2 separate regions of the Zea mays genome follow, and region 1 is linked to region 2. Evidence: chromatin contacts called from public Hi-C data. All regions are on one chromosome and are shown on one strand. Each heading gives the region's core, a stretch centred on a gene start, on an enhancer-like site or on the middle of the called end of the contact. The rest is flanking DNA. Distances are from core to core; before and after follow the strand shown. Region 1 holds the start of LOC100272578. Region 2 holds the start of LOC100272825 (Putative GEM-like protein 8).

Region 1 (7,608 bases), core at 939-3,438, 140 kb before region 2:
ATTTTTCACTATTTTAATATTTTTTCAAAATTTTAAATTCTTAACGAATTTAAAAAATATAATGGTGGTAAACCGGTACCGCCCCACCGACGATTTCGGTAAACTGGGCAGTTTACCGCCGGTTTACACCGGTTTTGTAAACCTTGGTCGAGGGAGAGGTGCAAGATCGGCGGGAGGAGGGAGTAGTTGCTAGCCTAGGTAGAGAGGGAGCGAGGAGTTGCTAGTGTTGGGGGATATCTATGTCACTGTATAATCCATCCTTTTAAACTTTGTAAAACCCATTCAATCAAATCAACTCCACACCTATAACCTCTACCAAACAAATTACATCCAGACTTAACACCCCATCAAAACCAATTGTTTAGATCAAGGATAACCTTCTCTCCCTTACTCAAATCAAATGGACAATATTATTGGAATCATCCATTATCTCTCATCCTCTCCCTCCTCGCGACCTCGTCGCCCCCTCCCTATCACTCGCATCGTCCAATGGAGTAGACAAGGGGAGCTAGTAGGGGCCATGGCCCCCTAACAAAAAGAAAATTTGTTTTCTAGTTGCTTTTTTATGGCTAAAATAAAAAGTTAATTTATACTAAGTTAAAATATAGTATGCATTTAGCGTATATGTGTGTTAATTGTTATGACTAGTAATTATTGTATATTGTATATGTACATATATTTTATTTATTAATTGTTATGACTAGTAATTATTAATATTGTATATGTATTGCCCCCTAAAGAAAAATTATGGCTACGTCTCTGGCGTTGTCGTTGTTGCCGCTGTCAACCCATCTCCTTGCGCCGCCACTGCTATTGTTGACCCCTCCCCTTCTCAAGATTGTAGCATTAGCACAGGTTATATACTAGTTAAAGTAGTAGAAATATAATATGGATATTTTTATGAAAAAATAGTAAAAAATAAAATCAGATCGTGCCGGGTTTAACCCGTCTCGCCGCGTCTTAGACTTAGACACGGGTCGCTAACCAACAGGCTAAGGGCCTGTTTGTTTCAGCTTATAGATTATATAATCTGAATTATAATCTAAATTATACAATCCAGATTATAATCTAGATAGTTTATAATTTACATGTACTTGTTTGGTAGTCTAGATTATACAAATGTAGATTATTCACAAAGACAACATTACTCTTGTTTGTTTATTTGAGGTGAAGAAAGAATAATGACATATATTATAATTTCTATTTGCATAATCATGGGTAGTGGGTCTTTTACCAAAAATGATCTCAAATATGCTACTCTTAAGGAGATTATTAGATTATCATAATCTGGGCTTTAGATTATATAATCTGAATCTATAATCTAGATGTTTATTTATCTGCTGGATTATTTGCGTTGAATTATATAATCTAGAGAGATTATAATTTGAAACAAACATGACCTAAATCACGCTCATGCCATGATAAAATCGTAGTACCAGGTTACATGCTTACCGACAGTCCAACCCTTTTTTGGACATCTCTAGTCTGCATTGCGCCCTGACTAGAGATGGCAATAGGTAAAAACCCGCTGGGTATTACTTGCCCAAACCTATACCCGTGAAGAAAAAATACACCCGCTAAAAAATCCATACCCATAACGGGTATAAAATTTTGCCCAAACCCATACCCATGCGGGTTTCGAGTACCCAACGGGTTTCCCATACCCACAAACATCAACATAAAAATAATTCATCATGTATATAACAATCAATACATTAATAAGCTAGCATAAAAGGAACAAGTGATAACTAATTTTAGCCTAAAATTTGTTACATGAAGTTTATTTCAATTAGAACATATTCAATTAATAATATTATGAGACATATTTATAAGGAATGTTGATTTTAAGGCGTGTTTTAAAAACCCATGGGTTTGCGGGTATGGGTAGTAGAAGAAAAAACCCATGCCTACGTACCCGTTGGGTTTCTATTTGAACCCATTAACAAACCCATAGGTAGAGAAATTGATTCAAACTCATACCCTAATAGAGCAAAAATCCACCGAGTTTCGGGTAGCGGGTACCCATTGCCATTTATAACCCTGACCCCTGAGTTGGCGTTGCCTTGAAGTTCAAAGTTTTTCATACTGACGTGTTTGAAAATTGGTTGGTGGGGGAGAGTACTGACCTCCTGAATTCTTTTCTACTAGAGCTAGAGCCAGGCAGCCAGCCAACGCCAAGCGGGGTAGGTTGACTCTTCTGTCTACAGCACCTACCTCTTCACACCAACTGCCGCCCCTGCTCCGAGAACCAGAATGGCCGCCGCCGATGCATCTTCGTTGCCTCCGTCCGCCATCACCTGCCGAGGTATTAGCCCGCCCCGCCTTGCTTCTTGCGTAGGGTTTAGTGGCGAGTAAAATTGGATGGCCTGCGCGCAGCGGCGGTGGCGTGGGGACCGGGCCAGCCACTGGTGATGGAGGAGGTGGAGGTCGCCCCGCCGGGGCCCATGGAGATCCGTGTCAAGGTCGTCTCCACCTCCGTCTGCCGCAGCGACGTCACTGCCTGGCAATCCAAGGTATGCACTACGGCGGCGGGGCTGCAGCCTCTGCGTTTACTATGGTAGCCTCCTGCTTATGCGTAGTAATGTATATTCTCCCTACTTGTTTGAGAATTATTTTCATATCATAATTTTTTTTCCTTAGCTGAGAGCCTGAGACAAACGATCTCTCTGATCGAATTTGCTCATCTGTGTTCTCTTCCAATTCCAACATGCAGGCGCAACTTGATCTGTTCCCCAGAGTCTTCGGCCACGAGGCATCCGGGTGCGCTCTTATCTCCCTTCATGCTGCTAAGTGCTGAGCTTTGCAAATTGCTTCTAATAATGATATCTGTTGACCTGAACGCCTTCGATCTATAGAGTAGTAGAGAGTGTCGGTGAAGGTGTGACCGAGTTCCAAGTCGGTGACCACGTTCTCACTGTCTTCATTGGGGAATGCAAGAGCTGCAAGCACTGCGTCTCAGGGAAGAGCAACATGTGCCAGAAGCTCGGTCTGGAGAGGAAGGGTGTCATGCACAGCGATCAGAAGACACGCTTCTCTGTCAAGGGGAAACCTGTGTACCATTACTGTGCAGTGTCAAGCTTCAGCGAGTACACGGTTGTCCATTCCGGATGTGCGGTGAAGGTTGGCCTGACCGTGCCAATGGACAGGGTGTGCCTGCTGAGCTGCGGTGTGTCTTCAGGTAAATCCTGAGGTTCAGAGCTTCAGATATCTGAGAGTAGCTGTGTTAGCTCGTCTGTTTGTAGGAACAGTGCCTTAGTTACCTTGCATGGTTGCACATTTTTGTGGATCTGATCATCCCTCTTTGTTCATGGTTCTATCGTTAGGACTCGGTGCAGTCTGGAATGTAGCTAATGTATCAAAGGGCTCAAGTGTAGCTATATTTGGTCTTGGGACCGTAGGACTTTCTGTGAGTATCTACATAAGGGTCCATTATAAGTTAATTCTTACATATCAAGAACTGTTGTAACGAGACCTATGTCTGCTGAGTTAGGTCGCTCAAGGTGCTAAGCTTCGAGGGGCGTCCAAGATTATAGGAGTTGATACTAATCCTGAGAAGCAAGAAAAGGGTATGCTACCTGCTACGCTGTCAAGTTGTACATTCTGCTATGAACCCTCTTTGTGTTAATTATTTTGTTCCTGGTACAGGGAAATCATTTGGTGTCACGGACTTTATTAACCCAGATGAATTGAGTGAACCTGTTCAACAGGTATTTACACCATGCAATTGGTCATCTGCTCATCGCTCTCTTTTGGTATCATGCAATTCTGCTTGACTGCTACACTAATAAACTGTTGACTTATAATCACACTATGTATGAGATGACTATTTGGGGAAATAAACAAAATACAGTGCATCATCGTTCCCTAAGTGCATGTAAGTAGATTTTTTCATGCTTGCAGGTAATCAAAAGGATTACTGATGGAGGGGTGGATTACTCATTTGAATGTGTGGGTGATTCTGGAGTAGTCTCCACTGCACTTCAATCATGTTCTGATGTAATTTCTTGTCATGCCTTTTGTTTCCATACATGCATACTTCACATATCCTATTCCCTTCTATTCATTTGCATTTCCAACTTGCTAGGGTTGGGGAGTAACTGTAACTCTTGGCTTACCAAAAGGAAAACTAGAAGTGTCTACTCATTATGCATTTCTTCTATCCGGAAGAACACTGAAGGGATCTATGTTTGGAGGATGGAAACCTAAATCTGATCTACCTTCATTGGTGGATAAATATGCAGCAAAGGTATTTATGATTCTTTTGCAGAAACAAATGTTTGAAAACAAAATAAGATTAACATTATTAATTGTTGAAGTGTATAAATGGATTGATTGCCTTCTCCCACCAGCTTAAGTTTTTGGGTTGAACCAGTTAGTGTGTCCACTTTAACATGGTATCAAAGTCAGAGGTCTCGAGTTCGAATCCTGGCAGAGGCTACACATGAGTGAGGGTGTTGAAGTGTATAAGTGGATGAACCATCTTCTCCCATCAGCTTAATCTTTTGGGTTGAACTGGTTAATACATCCACACTAACAGTAATATATTCCCCCCCTTTTGTGTTATGTGAGGTGGGATGATCTAAATATACATGTTGACATATTGGATGGTGATTGTGTAGTAAAATTGATGGCAGAAAACTACTGATTACTATGACACTTATTTGACGTATTGGTTGAATGCTTTTAAGCTTAAAAAGGATTTAGAAAGCATAAACTCGCATTGACTAATGTATCTTGTATTCTTGTCATTTATCAGGAAATCCAAGTTGATGGCCTAGTCACGCATGATATACCATTCAATGAAATCAACAAAGCGCTTGAGTTGATGCTAGAAAACAAGTGCTTGAGATGTGTGATTCACATGCCACGGTAACAGGGTCGAACAGCTGCACATAATAATATGATATCTACCATATGTTGCATATCTGCTCTTTCTACCTTGATCATCTTTGTGGCTCAACCGTTCAAGTACTCATCAGTCATCACCACGCCGGAGCTTGAGTTTTTGTCCTTTTCTAGTCCCCTGGTAAAGTTGTTGTAAATCCAGCTATCCATCAAGAATTATCAGGAGAACTACACTGATTTGCTTTTGTATCTTCATACTTTTTCTTCTAGAATTGTCTTCTTATATTGAATCTTTAATGTCTGTTCTGTTATTTTAATGCTCCATGTACAAACCATCAAGCAAATATTGTTCTTCCAGCCGGTGCCAGTTCTGATGATAGACGGGGGCATATGCTGAAGAACAGAAGGACTAAGGGGTGTTTGAATGTACTAGAGATAATAATTAGCTGCTAAAATTAGTTGAGAAGACATTCAAACAGTCTAGCTAATAGTTCAACTATTAGCTATTTTTAGGTGGTGTTTGAATGCACTAGAGCTAATAGTTAATGACTAAAATTAGTTGAAACATCCTAGCTAATAGTTCAGCTATTAGCTATTTTTGGTAAATTAGTTAATAGTAAGGTAGTTATTTGTTAGCTAGCTAATTTCACTAACAATTTTTAGCCAACTAAGGCCCTGTTTGGTTTTATTAGTCCTAGGACTAAAGTTTAGTTAAGAGACTAATCTTTAGTCCCTACCCTGTTTGGTTCTAGAGACTAAACATGAGCTAAACACAGTTAAAGCAGTATACAAATACCAAAATGCTCTCACACTTGCCCCTGCTGCTTATACAAACACCTGTGCGTGCTTATACAAACAAACCTAGCACGTGCTTATACAAACACCTGCGCGTGCTTATATTTCAAATGAGCAAATGAGTTTCAAATATTCCAAATGAGTATACAAATGAGAAGCAACCACAAATATATTTCGAATATTCCAAATGCAGCTCGAGGGCAGAAGAGGAAATTTTGCTGTTTAGTCCCGTTTAGGAGCCCTTGGAGGGACTAGAGACTAAAGTGGTTTAGTCCCTCTATTAGTTCTTGTGTTTGGAGAATTAGGGACTAAAAGGTAGGGACTAAACATTAGTCCTATGGAACCAAATAGGGCCTAACTATTAATTCTAGTGTATTCAAGCACCCCCTTAGCAAATTAGCTAATAGCTAGCTATTTTTAGTTAGCTAATTATACTAGCAATTTTTTAGCCAACTAACTATTAGCTAAGGAGGTGTTTAAATGCACTAGAGCTAATAGCTAGTGGATAAAATTAGCTAGATACATCCAAACACCGTAGCTAATAGTTCAGTTATTAGGGAACGTTTGAATGCACTAGAGCTAATAGTTAGTTGGCTAAAAATTTACTAGTAAAATTAGCTAGTTAATAAATAGTTAGCTAACTGTTAACTAATTTACTAAAAATAGCTAATAGTTAAACTATTAGCTAGGATGTTTGGATGTCTTCAACTTATTTTAGCCACTAACTATTAGCTTTAGTGGATTCAAACACCCCCTTAGTTATTTTTAGTAAATTAGTTAATATTTAGCTAGCTATTTGTTAGCTAACTAATTTCAATAGTAAATTTTTAGCTAACTAACTATTAGCTCTAGTGCATTCAAATACTCCCTAAAATGGGTGAAGATATTGATAGGTGGGGTCGGCTAACAAGTGGGATCTGCTGACAACTGCAGTGCAACCAAACGACTTCAAACTTCAGCAAAAGCCTACAAGGCACAACAGTTTTTCTAAAGCACGAAACTCACAATAACTTTTTAAAACACGCATATTAATCAAACATACCCTAAGAGATCTTATTAAAAAACATTGTCATTTGCAAGATCTTCCTGACTTTACATGCCATTCATGTTACAACAGAGTCTTGTTGACTTGGTCACTGGTAACAAGACCATTCCCTCTTTCCAAAACCGCCTTGTGTTTGGTAATATTAGTCTAATGCGACGCTCCCAAATGTTTTTAGGCAAAACCGGGGGCGACACCCACCTTTTTCATATTAAATGAACAAGAGTCCAAGGCATTCAAGATGAATGCCTATTAGAGCACAAGAATGTACAAGAAATTCGAGTACACTACACATCAATTCCTCTTCTAACAGGGGAAAACGGTATTGCTAAATGTACAGATCATCCACCACTTTAGACAACATAGCGCGCATAGTGGATGTTTCATCTCTAAAGACAGAGTTATTTCGACGTTCCCAAATTCGCCATAAAACCGCGTGTGGAGGATCTCGAGATGCGCTACTAGAGAGTAGAGACTCATCCTCCTGAGCAAAGGTTGATCAAAGGCAGATAGCCTCCTAAGAGCAAACTAGATCTAAATAAGCCACTCGCGAGACATTGTAGACCGAGGGGCACTAAACAAAGGTGTGGAGTCGGTCTTCAGCAGCTCCATCACATAGGGGGCATATGGGAGCAAGGATGATATTGTGCCTGAACAGTCGATTGCGAGTAGGTAACCTATCTTTCTTGAAGAGCCAGAAGAAGATTTTAATTTTGTTGGGGATCCTAAGCTTCCAAACTTTTGTGATTGCCGCAACATTTGCATCAGGTTGAGGGTTGGAAGCCAGGTACGCATGTCGGGAGCTGAAGGAGCATCTTCCTACTGTCTGGACGATTTTCCAGCTGAACCTACGATAAGATAGGTAGCAAGCTCGGCAGTCGCAGTGTTAGTCAACCCGGGGTGCAAACGCAAATCAAAATCATGAC
Region 2 (7,576 bases), core at 3,676-6,175:
GAGCTCACCCTTGCTGTCTCACACCCCCCCACAGGAGATGATCAGGTGGTTCAGGAGGAGCCGCCTAACACTGAGGAGTTCGATCTGATCTAGGTGGCGTTTCCCAGTCGACATTGGCGCCAACGATCCTTAGTTCGTGTTATATTTATCTTTTATTTTTGTAAGTCTTCCGCTATGTAATAAATACTCTGATTATTGTGACATTTATCTCTATACACTCTGTTATTATATATGTTGTCTTCTTGGCGCATGTATGAGATGCACCTGGCTTTGTTCCTTAAAGCCGGGTGTGACAAGTGGAGAGTGCCGACTCTTCGATACCTCGGGGAAAAAATTGGAGGAGTCTTCTAAACCTTGTTTTACATTTCACACTTAATTCAAGCATTTTACATTGTGTATTTGTTTAGCAAGTATTTGAAGTATTGTCTTAGCACTGTTGTATTTTTAGTATTATTCTCTTAGTGCTAGTTGTTGGGGTGAAGTTCGGCTCTTGCTTAGGTTTTAATTAGTGTTGATTTTTAGAAAAGCCCAATTCACCCCCCCCCCTCTTGGGCATCGTGATCCTTTCAGGTAGGTAATGTAACCAATGGCTAGGTGGATAATTTTTATGCAACTTCGTAGGGAGATATAAAAATAGTGTTTTTGAAACACCCTTTGAGGAGCTTTGAAAATTTTATGAAACTGGCCTCTAGTTTCAGTTTTTTTATGAAACACCCTTTTAGAAGAAGCTGAAATAGAACTGAAATTTCTTAAAGTGAAGCTTTTCCAAACAGGTCCTAAAGTAGGCCATAAATAAATTCCCTAGAACAAATCTTATGCAAATAACTTAACTAGATTAGTAAAGATTGCAACCTAAAAATGAATTATGCAACCTAAATTCCAATCCTATATAATCTACACTAAGAATAGTAAAGATTGCAACTTAAAAAGAGAGAGTAAATGCGGAAGATTAAAGAGCTAGTAGAGAAAACAAACTCTCATGGACGACGCCCATATTTTTACCGAGGTATTCGAAATCACGCAAGGTCCCAACTAATCCTCGTTGGTGCCCTATGCAAAGGGTAGCCCACGCGAGGGCCAAGCACCACGGTCGAGTAACTCCGTAGAGAGCCGCGGGTCTTCTCCACATGCAAGTGGTGCCCCGCTTTCGGCTCCTCTCAGACGCTCACTGCCGTCTTCACTATCGAGCTTCCAGCCGAAACGTCGCGTACCTCGTTCCCTCCGTTACACGGTGGCGGCCGTATCACAAACACGATTGACACAGTCTCGCAAGACTTTCGCCCACTCGGTACAATATTACAATGGCTCGCGCAAGAACTGATGGGTTATGTGAGGTTTTCTAAACTCACTCAAATAATTAGGGATCACCTAGAACAAGCTCAATAGCGGTGTAACTAACCTAAGCACTTTGCAAAGCAACTACGCTAATCACCGAGTGATTCTATTAAGCACTTGGGTGTTTAGGCACATGTAGTGTTAGAAATATGCCCTAGAGATAATCATAGAGATGAGCATATTTCTTTGTATCCATGATATATATATTGCTTAATTGAATATCCATGGAAGGCACCTTGTATTGATTAGCAATTATGTGAATTGTTTGTGAGATTCTTTACTTATATGGTTATTCTAAATGATGTCCCTAGTCAGAGTCGATGACTAGCACATGTATTAGTTGATGACTACATTTCACAAGTCATGAACATGGAGATGTTAAACTAATAATGTGGGCGCATGTATGACATGAGGCTGGGCCGACCCGACGTGAGATATTGTAATATAGTTCTCTTTTTGCAACATAAATACTATATCCTTAGACCTGAGATTGTCGCATGTTCTCAAGATGTGAATTGACTTACTTAGGGACTATCAAACGCTATTCCGTAACTGGGTAGTTATAAAGGTAGTTTTGGGTTTGTCAGAAAGCATGCTGTGAGGCATGGTCAGTCAAGATGGAATTTGTCCCTCTATTTGTGAGAGAGATATCTCTGGGCCCCTCGAGTGATTGGATCAAGAAATGCATGGTCGTGCTAGGGTTAAGAGTTAACCATTGAAAGGATTCCAATTCACAGTATCGAGAAAGAGAGGTCAGCTTAGAGCCAGACCAAATATCGTGAGACAAAGAGAACAACATGTACGTAATGTTGCAATGGTTCGTCTGATATGATCTTTACGTGCGCATAGGAGTTGACATGTCTTGCTAGAGGCCGCTGTCAATTATTGGGCCAAGTAAGAGTACTTGGGCTATGTCTATTTGTACGTGAACCTATAGGGTCACACACTTAAGGGGAAGGAAGCCTAACTCGGATTAGATCCGAAATTAGACTGGGCTTTAGGGTTACTGATGGGCCTCGGTGTCAGAAGCCCACCATAACGCCTATATAATGAGGGGCGGGGGCGCGGTTAGGCTTAACCCTAATTCGCCACCAGCAAACGAGTAGCCGCTCGCCTCTCGCCCTCGCCAAGCCACCGTCGCGAACCTAGCAGTTCGGTACGCGGTGCTTCCTCCTTGTACGTGTGGATACCTCGGAGGTGCTACATCTGGAGCACTAGGACGAACCGTGCGAGGACGTGAAGGACGCTGACGACTGCACGACACTGCTCGACGCGTTCGTCTACATCGAGACGTCTTCCGCTGCTCTGCGCGTCTAGTGGTAATTCCATGACCTATAACCGCAGTAGTTCTTGGTTTTATGGGGTTGAAAATTTTGTTTTGCGCTAGCGTAGCCTCCCCGTAATCCTTCATGTAGATGCGTATAACCTTCCTTGGTATGTTGCATGGGATGCCACACCTTCAAATGGTCGATTGGGTGAAGTATATATAGGCCCCAACTCGAATATAGCCATTGGAAAGCAGTTCTGCGGATTTATGCGGCGCACCGGACAGGTGCACCATACTATCCAATGGTGCACTGTACATGCCACATGTACTAGCCAATAGAGGTAGTCGTTGTAGCTTCTGAAGATGGCGCACCGACAGTCCGTTGTGCACCAGACAACCCACGCAGAACAAGATTGCATGTCGTGTTTTGGCCGTAACTTTTAGCTCCAAACTCCAATTTCGATGATCTTGTTCTTTTTGAAAAACTTATAAAATCCTCTATACTGTAGAGTTGAAGCCATATCATTTTGAGTAATTTGGCACACCAGACACTTCGGTGCAAACAACGCATGTGCTGCTGTAGTGTTTTTCAGCATTTCCAACTTTGTATTGTGGGCATAACTTTTAGCTCTGAATTCCGATTTTGATGATCTTGGACTTTATGGAAAGCTTATAAATTATCTAAATCTCATAGTTGAAGCCATGTCAGTTTGAGTAGATTTGATATCGTGAAACACTTCGAATTTAGTTAGCCCTTCATCTCAACTTTGTCAACTTCACGTTTGTTTTGTGGTTTTGCATCCCACTTCTACTTCTTGATGTGTTGGACTCTTAGCATGTATAAAGTGTCTTCAATATGACTTTGTAATATCTTCTATGGGTCTTATAATGTCTTCTTTGAGGTGTTGCGTCCGTAGAGCCTCAATCCAATCCACTTCGCATCCTATGAACTACAAAGCACAAACGCTTGAGAAACATTAGTCCACAAGGTTATGTTGATCATCAAACACCAAAATCACTTGAGAAACATATATATACCCCACCAGTTTTAACTTTGCAAAACCCAACCAACCAAATCACATATGTATCCATAATCGTCCTTCCTCCATCATCCCTGATCCTCCTCCTCCCGTGACCACGCCTCCTCTCCCCCTCATTCGCGTCGTCGCCGCTGGCCCCTCCCTCGCGTCGCCGCCGCCGTTGGCCCCTCCCCTCCCAAGACCGTAGTGTTAGCATGGGCAAAGCCAACTAGTTTGTTTTTAAAATTGTGAAATTCCTTATTATAGTTTCTTTAACCATCCTTGGGCTCAAATCATTTGTATGCATTGGCTCATTGGTCAACAAACTCAAATCTGAGCAGTTTTTTTTATAAACACGATGTAGATATGTCTATAGGACTAGGCGTGAAGATTCTATGATTAATAAAGTGAACTCTCCATAAACGTCTTATTGTTCATTGGTACATGACAACAAACATGGGGTATGATCACCTCCGTTAACTATTTAAACTACTTGATTCTTCAATCTCGATAGAATTTAATTGGGAAAGCTAAATAACTGAACGCCTTAGAGAAAAAAAATATTTTTTAGATATGATAGATAAGTTCCGGCTTCAGTCCTCTTCAAAAAAAAAACAAAAAAGAGAGAGGCTTCAATCCACAAATGAATAGGAACTTGTGAACTTTGTCTTTAGCCAGAACTAATTTCACTTGTCTCTATTAATACTGTGGTAGTAGTAGGGACCAAGTGCTGTTGATGAGAATCCAAGTAGAACAGGCGGTCAATTCATGGACATGTTCTCCATGCCAAAAACCAATTGCATATGATCTCTTCGTGCATGCAACGCAACGGGCCGGGAGTCAAACGCTTGATCCTAAATAGAAGCGGACACATTGCCAATGCCAAGCTCCCAACGACTCGCCGGCAGTAAAAGCCGTGTACTCGCAGACGACAGCTGCACCGAGCAGCCGGATCCGACCATTTGGTGCCATCTCAAGAATTCCAACGCATCTCGCATGCTGATGAGCGTAAAAAGTTCCCATCTGCGCTTGCTCTAAACGAGTTCGACAAATACGTGACTTTCAGAAAGGCGCCATCAATACAAAAACGCTACTAGCCTACTACTATACCAGCAGAAAAAGAAAAAAAACCTTTTTATCGCGACGAAGAGATGAGGGCCGCTGCATCTGTTCCCAATTCCAAAGCGCTGAACCGGCCGGGTGGCCACTGAGCCGGTTTGGATCTTTCTGGGGAGGAGAGGAGAGGAGAAGATAGGCACCAGCGCTATAAAAGAAGCCTTTTCCTCCTCCTCATTTGGGGCCTGAGTAACCCGCAACCACCGCACATTAGGTACCGAGAGGGCAGGCAAGAACCGAGCAAATCAGGGCAGCAGGTGCCTGCTGCCAAGTCTTGGTCTTGGTCTTGGTGCGCTGTGTAAAGACGACTCAGCGATGGAGGGGTCGACGGCGACCGAGGGTCATGTGGTCGGGATCCCGGTGAGCACAAGGGCTTATGGCATCGAGGAACCCGACTTCTCGGTAGAAGAGACGACGCCCGACCGTGGAGAGTTCCCGAGCTCCTTCCAGTACTACAGCCATGGTGAGAGCCTCGCTCGCTCCGCGCCCTCTTGATTTGTCTGATCGTGTCAAGCTCACCATGCACTGCAAGGTGCGGAAAGGAACCAAGAAAGTCGAAGCATGTCGCTGATCAAGCTATCTTTCACCTTCCAGATGCTGCCAGTTCGACGACGACCGCCGCCGATCGGCCGACGAGCAATCAACAAGCCACTAGGAAGGGAGACAAGATCGTCCGGGGCATCAAAGAACATGGTAAGCAACTCCTTTGATTGAACTTTTGTATTCTGAAAAGAAAAAAAAAAGAAACAGAGCCTCCAAAACCCAAGCAAAAACATGCCTTTAGACTGAACTGAAGCTGATGCTTGCTCCGATTTGTACGCATCGCATCGCGTGCAGTGACCCTGGGACCGAAGCTCTCCGACACGGTGAAGGGGAAGCTCTCGCTGGGCGCGAAGATCCTCCGGGCCGGCGGCAGCGTGGAGAAGCTGTTCCGGCAGTGGTTCTCGGCGGACAAGGACGAGAAGCTGCTGCGGGCGTCGCAGTGCCACCTGTGGACGACGGCGGGGCCCATCGCCGGCGTGCTGTTCGTGTCGACGGCGCGGGTGGCCTTCCGCAGCGACCGGTCGCTGTCGCTGGCGGTGTCCACCCCGCGCGGCGACTGCAGCTTCCGCGCGCCGTACAAGGTGGCCGTCCCGCTGCGGAAGGTCGGGGCGGTGCGGCCCAGCGAGAACAGGCACCGGCCGGAGCAGAGGTACGTGCGGCTCGCCACCACCGACGGCTTCGAGTTCTGGTTCATGGGCTTCGTCAGCTACAACAAGTCGCTGCAGCACCTGGAGCGGGCCGTTGCGTGCGCGCGGCAGGCGCGGTGACGGTGTGCTAGTTCTGGGCCGGCTCTGTATGTGTAGGCTGCAGCTGCAACATGTCGTTGTACATCTGGGCGATCGGTTGCCCTGGTAAGCAGGTTGGTCATAGACTCACAGGCGACCGGTCAGGCATGTGGTCTTTTGGGGTTGGGCAAGAAATTCACCATGAATTTGAAATAGAGAGTGCTGGTGTAGTGGTGTGACAATGGCGAAACCGCCATCAATATCCATTCTTTTCTCAAGCAAAAAAAAAAACATCTGCCAGCATGCATCACAAGGCCTACCAAAACTGCACTGATGCGAATGCTGGTTTCTTACAGAGACACAGAGTCTAGTCTTATTCAATCAGGTCCCGGCATAACTGCACTGATGTAGCAAACAAACTGTTCATATCGTGCAAAGAATATTTATCGTCCGCTAGTTCATTTTTGAACTAAAACGTGATAAATAAAAAAGAACATAGGAAGAGTATCAGACACACAGAAAATTAGAACCAGCACATTTTTATACGGACACGGGAAACCCCACCTCTATGGCTCTATATATTGATTTGATGATGCTTCAAAAGGCCAGAGTACAAAAGGGGGAGGGTTTGATAAGGGCATCAATGCGGTGAACGCACGACACCAAAGGTCAGCCACGCCGGTGTCCTCGCGACGCAGTCTGGTACACCAAAGGGCGGCCTCTTCCCTGCACTGGCGGACGATCGAAGTGGTAGAGGGGTGCACGCCTTCGAAAAACCACAATGTTCCTTCTCTTCCATAGCAGCCAGCAGTACATCAGCACGAGCGTGTGGAACTTCTTTGTTGAGGGGATCGTGTCGGGTGGCGCAGGAGGCTCCAGAACGTGCGCGCGAAGCTGCAGCGGAGGAGGACATGGAAAGCGTCCTCAAGATCGTCGCCGCAGATTGCACACGAAGCGTTCAGCACGATACCATTTCCGGTGGTGCTTGTCCTCGTTTGGAGACGGTCGTGGCCGGCAAGCCAGGCGAAGAACCGGACGCGCGAGGGTGCCCAGTTTCGCCAAGCGAACAGGTGCTCCGAAGCCGCGACACCCGCAGCGCCTGCACAAAAGGATATGGTACAGCGTGCCCGTGCGGAGCTTGCCATTGTCATCCGCGAGAGCACACCGACGACGGACGTCGTGCCCCACAGAGAGGTCGCGCGGTCGTCGCAGCAGAGAGCCAAGGCCGCAGGAAGGCGCCGATGCCGGCGGTCATGATGGTGTGCACACTGGCGTCGACGTCGGTGCAATGAGACAGCAGGGCGGGGAAGCGAGTGGCGAAGTCGCCATCGCCACGCCACTCGTCGAACCAGAAGGCAGTGGCCCTGCCATCCACGACGTCACATGAGGTGATTGCCCGGTAGAGTGGGAGAAGCGCGAGCGTAGCACCTGCTAGTGATCACTATGGAGAGAGCCATTTTTAGGGTAGCAAGGCACACGCTCTCACGGACCCAGATCGCCTAGGAAGAAGAGGTCGTGGTGTGCAAGCGATAGAGACTGGAATTCAGTTCGTTGTTTTCGTACAGACTACA

The links. Hi-C and Micro-C count contacts between places; a contact is called where the count stands out from the background.
Region 1: a Hi-C map of leaf shows a contact between it and region 2, with 5 times the contacts expected there. The contact joins the promoter of LOC100272578 here to the promoter of LOC100272825 in region 2. A contact is called at or near these places in 2 of 25 Hi-C or Micro-C datasets (both in leaf).

Annotation. Positions count from the first base shown.
Region 1 is chr4:151,061,337-151,068,944 of Zm-B73-REFERENCE-NAM-5.0, reverse strand. LOC100272578 reads left to right here and starts at 2,188. Exons shown (of 10, transcript NM_001147043.1): 1 at 2,188-2,305; 2 at 2,377-2,513; 3 at 2,714-2,760; 4 at 2,856-3,178; 5 at 3,324-3,406; 6 at 3,491-3,566; 7 at 3,646-3,707; 8 at 3,901-3,996; 9 at 4,085-4,246; 10 at 4,757-5,182. The coding sequence starts at 2,254. The coding sequence ends at 4,873.
Region 2 is chr4:150,924,749-150,932,324 of Zm-B73-REFERENCE-NAM-5.0, reverse strand. It overlaps LOC100272825 (Putative GEM-like protein 8), which reads left to right and starts at 4,925. Exons shown (of 3, transcript NM_001147278.1): 1 at 4,925-5,200; 2 at 5,332-5,430; 3 at 5,575-6,285. The coding sequence starts at 5,053. The coding sequence ends at 6,047.